Linked DNA regions of Mus musculus: region 2 is linked to region 1. The links are chromatin contacts, called in public promoter capture Hi-C maps. All regions are on one chromosome and are shown on one strand. The core of a region is the stretch at or near the end of the contact, and the rest is flanking DNA. Distances in the headings are between cores, read along the strand shown. Region 1 holds the start of Foxc1 (forkhead box C1). Region 2 holds the start of 1110046J04Rik (RIKEN cDNA 1110046J04 gene).

Region 1 (5,278 bases), core at 876-3,375:
GGGAGCAATTGGGGACTGGGGGAGGGCACGCAACACATTGTCTCTTACAGAACCCCGCCCGCTGGAATGTGGAAACCCCACAATCAGAAAACAAACAAGTTGCTAAAAGCTGCGAAGTTGCTAAAAGCTGCGATCATCCTACCACACAGCTGGTTGTGCACACACAGCTTAAGAACCAAATGCCAAGGTGTAGGGGACGATCACTTTCTAATTGTACTCCAGCTAGGGCCAGACCCAGGACTTAAAGCCACAGCGTCAGGAGCTGGTGAGGCCATTGGTGTGCTGGGCTAGAAGGAGACATGAATTTATATTTTAGGACGTGTAGCTTATACTCTCACCACATTCAAGAATCTTTAGGAACAACTGCTGACTCTGGTACTTCTCCCAGTCCAACAGTGTCCTTAGTCTTGCAAACATCTGGGAATAGAGGATCAAGTGAGCCCACATTGTGCTAGACCAGGATGCAAACTGCTTGCTTCCCTTTGAGAGAGAGAGAGAGAGAGAGAGAGAGAGAGAGAGAGAGAGAGAGAGAGAGTGTTGTGTTTGTGTGTGAATTCTAGAAACATGAGTCTTCTTTCCTTGATATAAATGCCCATTTTGAAATTACACACATGTATGTATTATGTATGTATGTGCGTATAAGCATATGTTCAAGCAAAACAGAGCTGTGCCTACTGCATAAATAAGCATCTTTATCTACTAAGGGAGAGGTGGTGGTGATGGTGTGTGTGTGTTAGTGAGGGAAAGAAGGTTCAAGTCGGTAAACCTTTTGACTCCCAGCAAGTCCTAGCGTTAAAGATTACCAGAAATCGGAGGAACCGAGGTGAAAAATATTCACAAACACTTTTTCACAGTGTTTCTCTCAAACCCATCTTCTAGCAAACGACCTGGTGCCCACTCTGTCAGATTTTTTTTTTCTGGACCAGTTGCTGAAATACAGGGTTGTTTTTCAGTCAGAGGGAGGCCTATCCTCTCAGATCCTCCAATACCGCCCCCCCACCCCCATCTCTACCCATCCTGTTCTAGTCACCCAGAGGCTGCAGCCTTGAGGTTTAATCACGGAATATCTAGGATCATTCGGGGCTTATCTCTTCAAAATCTTTAAGCCGCCTTGTAGGTGCAATTCTGAACACTTCCTCCAACTCAGACTCTGTGAGACAGCTGCCCTGGAATGGGTAGAGGCTGAGAGTGGCTGGGGGAAGCCTTAAGTTCTTGGGGATATTTACCTGACTCTGCTTCACCACAACTACTAATGTCACCGAGCTCTTTTGAACTTAACTGCCCCTACGAGCCAAAATGTACTGGTCAGGACAGAGGGGCAACGCATGGTTTGTCGAGGAAACTTCTGGAGTCCTCTTAGCCCGAACTCTCTAGCTCTTTTAAGCCCTGGAACGCCTGTGAACCCCGTGCTCCTCAATGTGGCCTACACATTCCATCAGCTTAACACACGTTTGAAGTTCCAAGTTTCTATCCCCTCCGCTTACTGCTAGCAGGGAGTGGGGCGAGGCACCGAAATACCATCTTCTTCCTCACTGGAACCCCGGCGGCTGTAACAGCCTTGGTAACCTAAAGTCGGACTGGAGAACCTGCCTGTGGAGAGCAAATGTGATGTTGGTGTGACCGGTGATAGCAGGGAGAGGGATATTCGGAAAGGAGAGGACAAGGGATGGGCGGAGGGCTGGAAAGGACGGAGAAACTCCCGGCGCTGGAGACAGCACGGTAGAGTAAGGACTGAGGCAGATCCTGTGTGACTCGAGGGCTCCGTGGAGGCCTGGGAACAGTGGACGCAGGAAGGGTCTCCGGGCCGGTGAGGACTCCGAAAGTCCGCAGACCGGGAGAACCGCAGAGTCTGGGAGTGAGTGGGTGGGTGCGGTGGGAGGACCGAGCGCGGGCTGCGGGCAGGGGCGCGGGCGCCGGGCCCGGGCAGCCGGCGCGCGTGTGGTCAGCCCCGCGGTCCTCCAGCCGCCAGGAGCGGGCCGGCAGAGCTCGGCCGCTGGCTCATTCACAGGCGTCTCTCGCCTCCCATTGGCTGCCGCCTCCGTAGTGGGGCGGGGCTCCCCTGCCCGGAAAAAAATGTAACTGCGTAAAAAAGTCCTCGCCTGGGTGACGGATGCTCAAAAGTTCAGAAGTTTTCCCAATGCTTCCTTAAGCGGCCGGCGCAAGAGACTGAGAAAAGGTGACGCGGGGGCCCGGGAAGGCGGCCGGCGCGCTGCCCCCGCCCCTGGTTATTTGGCCGCCTTAGCCAGCAGCCCCGAGCAGTGTCTCCTGGAAGGCGCAGGCAGTGGCGAGCAGGGCGCCTTATTTTTTTTATTTGTTTTTGTTTTTTTTTTTTTTTAATTTTTTTTTAACTTTTGTCTCTTTTTTTGCCCCGACTGCGCCTGGAAGTTGATCCGAACGTTCCTCCGAGGCGGCTTGCAGCGTCCTGGTCTGGCCCTCTCCGGGTGCAGCGACCCTCCCTCGCCGCCCGCGCGGGAACTGAGTGGGCTGCGAGGCGCCAGGCGAGCGCAGGGAGAGGCCGAGCGGCCCAGGGCGCAAGGAGGCGGCCGCGGCCGGGACAGACGCAGCGCGGAGGGGCCCGCGGTAGCTCGGCGCGGCCCGGACTCGGACTCGGCGGCCGGTGCGGCGCGGCCCGGCCCGAGCGAGGGTGGGGGGCGGCGGGCTGCGCCTGGCGGCGGCGAGCCGGGGCCATGCAGGCGCGCTACTCGGTGTCCAGCCCCAACTCCCTGGGAGTGGTGCCCTACCTCGGCGGCGAGCAGAGCTACTATCGCGCTGCCGCGGCGGCGGCCGGGGGCGGCTACACCGCCATGCCGGCCCCTATGAGCGTGTACTCGCACCCTGCTCACGCCGAGCAGTACCCGGGCAGCATGGCGCGCGCCTACGGGCCTTATACGCCGCAGCCGCAGCCCAAGGACATGGTGAAGCCGCCCTACAGCTACATCGCTCTTATCACCATGGCCATCCAGAATGCCCCGGACAAGAAGATCACTCTGAATGGCATCTACCAGTTCATCATGGACCGCTTCCCCTTCTATCGGGACAATAAGCAGGGCTGGCAGAACAGCATACGGCACAACCTCTCGCTCAACGAGTGCTTCGTCAAGGTGCCCCGCGACGACAAGAAGCCAGGCAAGGGCAGCTACTGGACGCTCGACCCGGACTCCTACAACATGTTCGAGAACGGCAGCTTCCTGCGGCGGCGGCGGCGCTTCAAGAAGAAGGACGCAGTGAAGGACAAGGAGGAGAAGGGCCGGCTGCACCTCCAAGAACCGCCACCGCCGCAGGCCGGCCGCCAGCCCGCGCCCGCGCCCCCGGAGCAGGCCGAGGGCTCCGCTCCCGGGCCACAGCCGCCGCCCGTGCGCATCCAGGACATCAAGACGGAGAACGGTACGTGTCCCTCGCCTCCCCAGCCCCTGTCCCCGGCTGCCGCCCTAGGCAGCGGCAGCGCCGCCACAGTGCCCAAAATCGAGAGCCCCGACAGCAGCAGCAGCAGCTTGTCGAGCGGGAGCAGCCCCCCGGGCAGCCTGCCGTCGGCGCGGCCGCTCAGCCTGGACGCTGCAGAACCCGCGCCGCCGCCACAGCCTGCGCCGCCGCCGCATCACAGCCAGGGCTTCAGCGTGGACAACATCATGACGTCGCTGCGGGGGTCGCCGCAGGGTTCGGCCGCTGAGCTCGGTTCCGGCCTCCTGGCCTCGGCGGCTGCGTCCTCGCGCGCGGGCATCGCGCCCCCGCTGGCGCTGGGTGCCTACTCTCCGGGCCAGAGCTCCCTCTACAGCTCCCCCTGCAGCCAGAGCTCCAGTGCGGGCAGTTCGGGCGGCGGGGGTGGCGGCGGCGGCGGAGGCGGCGGCAGCAGCAGCGCTGCGGGTACGGGGGGCGCCGCCACTTACCACTGCAACCTGCAGGCTATGAGCCTGTACGCGGCGGGCGAGCGTGGCGGCCACTTGCAGGGTCCGGCGGGAGGCGCGGGCAGCGCGGCGGTGGACGACCCCCTGCCCGACTACTCGCTGCCTCCAGCGACCAGCAGCAGCTCTTCGTCCCTGAGTCATGGCGGGGGCGGCCAGGAGGCCAGCCACCACCCTGCATCCCACCAGGGCCGACTCACCTCGTGGTACCTGAACCAGGCAGGTGGAGACCTGGGCCACTTGGCGAGCGCGGCGGCGGCTGCGGCGGCCGCAGGCTACCCTGGCCAGCAGCAGAACTTCCACTCGGTGCGGGAAATGTTCGAGTCTCAGCGGATCGGCTTGAACAACTCCCCGGTGAATGGGAATAGTAGCTGTCAGATGGCTTTCCCTGCCAGTCAGTCTCTGTACCGCACGTCGGGGGCTTTCGTCTATGACTGTAGCAAATTCTGACCCTATTCCCGGCACTCTTAGAGCCAAATGGAATGGAACCCCAGAGCAGGAACAGTAAAAGAATCCAGCAATGCAAAATCGAAACTAAAAACATACAAATTTTAAAACTTGAGAAGATTCCTCACACCAGCGAACAGAATCTCTCCTGAAATTCAGCTCACCAGCATCAGCTCAAAGAAAACCTATTTTCCTAAAAGATTAATGCAGAACCTCCTCCATTTTTGCCTTATCTAAGTAAGCAAAACCGTAAACTATTTTGTACAGACAACAAAATCATGGTTTATTAAAGGACAGTTTACTCCAGATACCACGTAAGTTTCTTGCGTTCAGAGACTCGCTTTCCTGCTCATTCGTCTTGCCCCTCTGCCTCTGCCTTGCCTCTCACCTGTAAGATATTTTATCCTATGTCGAAAGAACGGGAAAGTACCTGTTTATGAAAATCGCTTTCTTTTTATTCATGGACTTGTTTTTAAATGTAAATTGCAACATAGTAATTTATTTTTAATTTGTAGTTGGATGTTACGGACCAAACACCAGAAAGTGTTCCAAAAGCTTTTCAAGTTAAATTGCCTGAAACTTTTAAAATGTGCCTTTTCTCTCATTATAAAAAGGGAAACTGTATTAATCTCCTTCTATCATCCTTTTCTTTTTGTTGATCATATCCATTGTTTGTTTATTAATAAATTGCCATTCAGTTTGAATAAGACCTATATGTCTGAATACTTTAATACAGCTTTAATAGAAAAGATTTCAGAGCGGAAATTGTAGGAGTTCCCTAGTCTCTGTCAGATTTTTTAAATGTGGAGAAAACTTCTAGGTGATGTCAAATTTCGCTAAACTCAGTTTTTAAAATTGTTAAGTAGATTTTTTTTCCCCCTACAGCGTTTTCTGCAAAACATACTATCTAGTCAACTTGCTTTGTGGCTATT
Region 2 (5,278 bases), core at 798-3,297, 2.1 Mb after region 1:
GTCATTTGTATGGCACTTGGAGGCCAGTGGTTACTGAGATGGTTGGCCAAGAAGGGCATATAAGCAATAGGGTCAAATATCTGTTCCCTTTCACTAGCACAATGACAACACACAGCTGAAAGGTCTGCAAAGACTGACTGTGTGGCTTAATCCCATGTCCAGAAAGCAGAGAGTTGGTATTCCATGTGACCCTACAGCACATGCTTGAAGGCTCTTTTGGATAGAGAAGGGGATGATGGTGGGAGGTACAACTGTTGACTCACTAAACTAATTTAAAGATGCTTTGAACTAAAAACGGACTAATGGAACTTTAAGTACCCAGTCATTTCTGGGTATCTGAAGAATATCAGTTGATATCTGAAGATGCCAAATCTTCAAGTGTTCAGTTAACTTATGTAAAATAACTTAATATTTGATCTAACCAATATAAGTGCCCCTGTGAACTTTAAATGGTTTAGAGATGTGTAAATACCCAGCACAATGTAAAAGCTAGATAAATGATCCCTATTAGCATGCTGTTTAGAAAACAAGAAAGGGGAAAGAGTCTATGCAGTCCAGATTGGGCTCAAACTCTCATTTCTCTGCGTCAGCCTCCTGGGTCCTGGGATTACAGGTATACAGCAACACATCTCAGTTCTCCTTCAATGTTTTCTATCAGATTTTGATTTCTGCTTCATGTTGACTAAAAGTAAAATCCATGTATGAGATGGTATGGGGAGACATGCAGGTATAGGAAGCCAAATAAACTTGGTATATGGAGCCAAGAGTGCCCCAAACACACCCTTTCTGCGTGATGACACAAGCCATATCGGATACAATTACTCAGAGCAGCCTTGAAACACTAGGACACACCCCATGTAAACGGATAACAGCAATCATCCCACAAGCCCCAGCGCCACAGTCCCTGATCACACATACTTTTACCCAAGGTTACTTGATATATTAGATCCAACACCCAACTCCTAAGCCACTGGAGGAAGGAAATGAGCAGCCTCTGGAAAAGACCTATTACAATCAATTGCCTCCCAAGCAGTCAGAAAAATAAGTGCCAAACCTCGCCCAGTTTTCCCTCACTCAGTGTTTCTGACACCATATGAATACTAGCTGTCCATATTTCTGATCCTAATGTGGAGAAAAGACCTAACCTAACGGGAGGAAAGGAGGAAGACCAGGCATGTATCTCAGTAGGAAAGAACTTGCTCAGCATTACAAGGCTCTGGGTCCATCAAAAAGAGGAGGGAGGAAAAAACAAGTTCACATGCCAAGTGCTTCTGGCACAGAAACTGTCAAAAACTTTGCCCATGATTTTCTCCTAACCTGACAGATATCAAATTTGTGAGTTTAGTAGGAGGGAAAACAAACAAACAAACAAACAAACAAAACCCAAAGATCTGGAATTGTTTCTCACAAGTATTTATGTTTGTGGGCCTCCGGGGTGCTTAAGATTTGTCACAAACTTCCCAGCACAGCCTGGGCAGCGCCCCTGGGAGATTCAGGCACACTGGACAGGAAAGGGTCTGAGCACCCAGCCCTTGGTCTCTCTCCCCCACCTCCCAGATCCCAACGCCCGTCCTAGTGCGTCACCAGCCTGCGTCTCTGGAGTCTCCAGGTTCACTCCGGATCGAAGGACATACGTGATCACCTGTAGCCCCGGGGCCCCGCGCAGCAGCCAGGCCGGCTCCGCGCAGCCCCCATCCCTCGCTAGCCGTCGCCTCCAAGGACTCTGGCAGATCTGGGAGGGCGGCGATGTCACCAGATGGCTGGGATCACAAGGCGACTCACTTGGCTGCGTCACGGCCCGCTGAAGCCGCTGTGCAGCAGAGGGAACCCGAGTCAGGTCCACAGGGCTCTCGCCGCGCGCCACACCCGCCTGCGTCCCCAGCTCCCCACCCCCACCCCGCCACCCCACCCCCGCCTCAGCCCACCGAAGAGCATACCCTAGATTCTCCTAGATTCTCGATTTCCGGACTGGTAGCAAGCAGAGAAGAGATGAGGAGGCCCCAACCGCGCCCGAGGCCTTAAATACTTATGGGGGGCGGAGAGTCGGGAGGAGTCTGAAGGCCAGGGTGCGGCCGCTCCCGAGTAGGAAAAGGAAGAGAGTAAGTAAGGCCAGGTGAGTGCCTGCGGACCCACAATCTAGCCTATCCTCTGGCTCTTGGCCACTTTGCCTCAGATTGGGCAGCTGATCTTTCTGGTACTTTCTGGATGCTTTGGCTACCTCCACTTAGCGATGCCAGAAGTGTGCCAGCACTTAGTGGATGGACATACTTGTGACAAAGCAGATCATAAGTTTAAAGTGAGAAAGGAAGAAAAGACTTTTAACTACTGGGGCTGGAGGTAGAGATCTTATTCAGCAGGCACAGAAAAATAAAGAAAGGTGGTCAGTGCCTGTGTCCCAGTGTAGCCTTCTCAGCTTTGGGTAAGCCTTTCCCAGCCATGAAAAGGATGAGCAGTATTCCCAGCCTTCAGCAGGCTAAACAGACCTTATCAACCTGGACACAGACATCTGTCTTGGCTGCAATTGCAGGTACCCATGGGAACTTTAAGGTTTTTGCGCTGACCTTGCTGCTACAACATACTCAAGCTGAAGAAGTGGATGGATTTTGTGGGTTTTTTTTTTCCTTTATAAACACAAAGCTTATTATCAAACTTTGAGCCTTGATCAGAACCTTTGTCTTAGCTTCATCCTTCTCTCACCCCTTTACCTTATTTCTAGCCCCCGTTTCAGGTAAACCCAGTTCAACCATGGCTGCTAGATGGCTACAGATGGACTTGAAAACTGGGGTGGGGGTGAAGGGGGGACTACTGAGAAGTGCTGTCTTGGGTGGAGCGCCACAGAAAACAGAAGAAAAGTGAAAGTATCCATGAAGCACTGTAAGCAACATGCAGCATTAATGCTAGTGCTAGCCATAAATTTTATTTTTTGAAACTGCTGCTGTAAAAAAGTGCTTTCAGGAGGATACAGGCTAGGCTGAAGAAGTGTTGGCCCGACATGGGCTTCGCCTAAGGTGTGGCTGCATAATGGGGCGAGGGAATTCTAAATAGGCATTTGTCCACAGCCAGGAGCTGCTCCAGGTGAAAGGAGTAGGATTTAAAATAAAATAAAAAGAGTAAAAAACAAAAAACAACAACAACCAAAACAGATGTTAGAAAAATTCTTAGCTCAAGTACATTTATGTTGTCCTTAATTCCCAGAAATAGGAATGGTAAATATATAAGTAAAAGAATTAGTCACGTTGAAGAGAAATTGGGAAAGTTAGAAAAGCAGGGCGCTGGAGAACAACTATCGGTAGCTACCACTGTGCCTCTTCTCTCTTTGGCAGAATTCCCAGAAGGAGATAAAGAGTGAGGCCTTGAACACGAGAGAGAGAAAAAGAGAATAGGTTTCAGAAATGGAGTTGTCCCCTGTCCAGGACGCTTTAGCACAAGAGAAGGAAAATAGATATAAGATATTTCAGAGCTCTCCTAGGGACAGGAAGAAATTGGTCCTGCTTCCTCTCTGGCTCCTGTTGGAGATATACTTAGTTCTGGTTAGGATATCTGGGTCCCTTTGAAACATCAAGTTCTATTCCCTCTCTGTCTATCGTCTGTGCACCATTTATCCATATGTCTGTCTACTTATGTTTGTTTTTGTTTTGTTGTTTGAATGATTGTTGTTCTGTGTTTCATGTTGGAAAAAAAAGGTTAAAACTTTATCTGCTGGCTGTCCATCCTTTGATTTAATTTAACTTGTTTAAAAGGCAGTCTCAATTTGCATAGCAGAAACTGATAAGCTACACTGCACTGTTCCTGGGAGTCAAGCACAGCTGGAAAAGCCCTACTAGAGGCTGATTATCTACACAAGTCACTCTTAAAGGGACCAACAGCTTTTTGCTTGTAACAGAAAGTCAGCTTAAAATTGGCAACTCAGGGTTGGAGTCATTCTAAATGACACTTGGCATGAACCAACCCAGGAAAACAGATCTTTAAAGATACTTCTAAATTGGGATAATATTTTATGTAATTCTTATCCTAGAAACTAGACTTATAGAGGATAGTATTTAAGACAATGTCTCTTTAATATGTATTAAAAGTTGCACTGTCATGCATTCATATATAAGAACTGGCAGCCAAACTTTGTACGTGAAAGTAATGCTCTTGGTATTGACTTTAAAGAGAATGGTGGTTTAAAACAAGGTTTTGTTTTACAAAATTATGGGCATGCTCTAATATTACAAAAGAAAATTTAAAATATAGTTAAACTGCCAATGTTCCATTAGCTACAGTTTACAATTCAATCACAAGATCAAGATGTTAACTCATCCATAATTGTGATTAAGAAAAAAATCAAGCAAGTGGAGACGAATAAAGGATATTATAAAATAGTAGCTTTGAAGGATTGTTTCTTTACTATTCCTTTGCATCCTCAGGATTGTGAAAGATTTGCTTTGTGTTCCTTCTATTAATTATAAAGAGCCAATGAAAAGGTATCAGTGGATAGTTATTCCTCAAGGCATGGCTAACAGTCCTACATTATGTCAAAAATTAGTGGCACAAGCCATTCAGCCTATAAGACAGCAATGGCCAATAATATACATTATACGTTACATGGATGATATCTTATGAGCAGGAAAAGATCCTTAGGACTTGCTTCTATGTCTAGAGATTTACAACAAGCACTAGCTAATAAAGGATTACAAATAGCTCCAGAAAAGGTGCAAACTCAAGATCGTTATAATTATTTGTTTTAGGCTTACAGATCAAGCCGTTTTTTTTTCTGAGAAAATAATTACTCATAGGGACAATTTAAAAACTTTAAATGATTTTCAAAAGCTGTTTAGTGATATTAATTGGCTTTATCTTTATTTAAAGCTTGCTACAGGAGAATTGAAAACCTTATTTGATATTCTTAGGGGTAGTGCTGGTCCTACCTCTCCTCGAGTTTTAACTTCAGAAGGGTTGTTGGCCTTATAACAAGTAGAAAGAGCTACTGAAAAACAATTTGTTACTTATATAGATTATTCTTTGCCTTTACATTTGTTGATTTTTAATACAACTCATACACCTACAGAATTACTATGCCAAAAAGCTCCTCTTATGTGCATACATTCAAAGATATCTCCTAAACATAATATATAGCCATATTATGAGGCAGTGGTTCATATGATGATACTTGGAAGAAAGCAGGTAATGATTCATTTTGGCAAAGAAACAGATATCATTATTCAGCCTTTTAGTGTGGATCAAAATACTTGGTTAAAGCAGCATAGTACAGATTGGTTGCTTGCTCAGATAGGAT

What was found. Promoter capture Hi-C pulls out the DNA fragments that hold promoters and counts their contacts.
Region 2: a contact with region 1 is called in a promoter capture Hi-C map of pre-B cells, with 4 times the contacts expected there. The contact joins the promoter of 1110046J04Rik here to the promoter of Foxc1 in region 1. A contact is called at or near these places in 1 of 39 promoter capture datasets (pre-B cells) and 1 of 115 datasets of contacts at active chromatin or transcription factors (large pre-B cells).

The regions. Positions count from the first base shown.
Region 1 is chr13:31,804,521-31,809,798 of GRCm38.p6, forward strand. It overlaps Foxc1 (forkhead box C1), which reads left to right and starts at 2,126. Exons shown (of 1, transcript NM_008592.2): 1 at 2,126-5,278. The coding sequence starts at 2,688. The coding sequence ends at 4,349.
Region 2 is chr13:33,933,985-33,939,262 of GRCm38.p6, forward strand. 1110046J04Rik (RIKEN cDNA 1110046J04 gene) reads left to right here and starts at 2,048. Exons shown (of 5, transcript NR_040707.1): 1 at 2,048-2,113. It overlaps Serpinb6a (serine (or cysteine) peptidase inhibitor, clade B, member 6a), which reads right to left and starts at 2,099. Exons shown (of 7, transcript NM_009254.3): 1 at 1,938-2,099.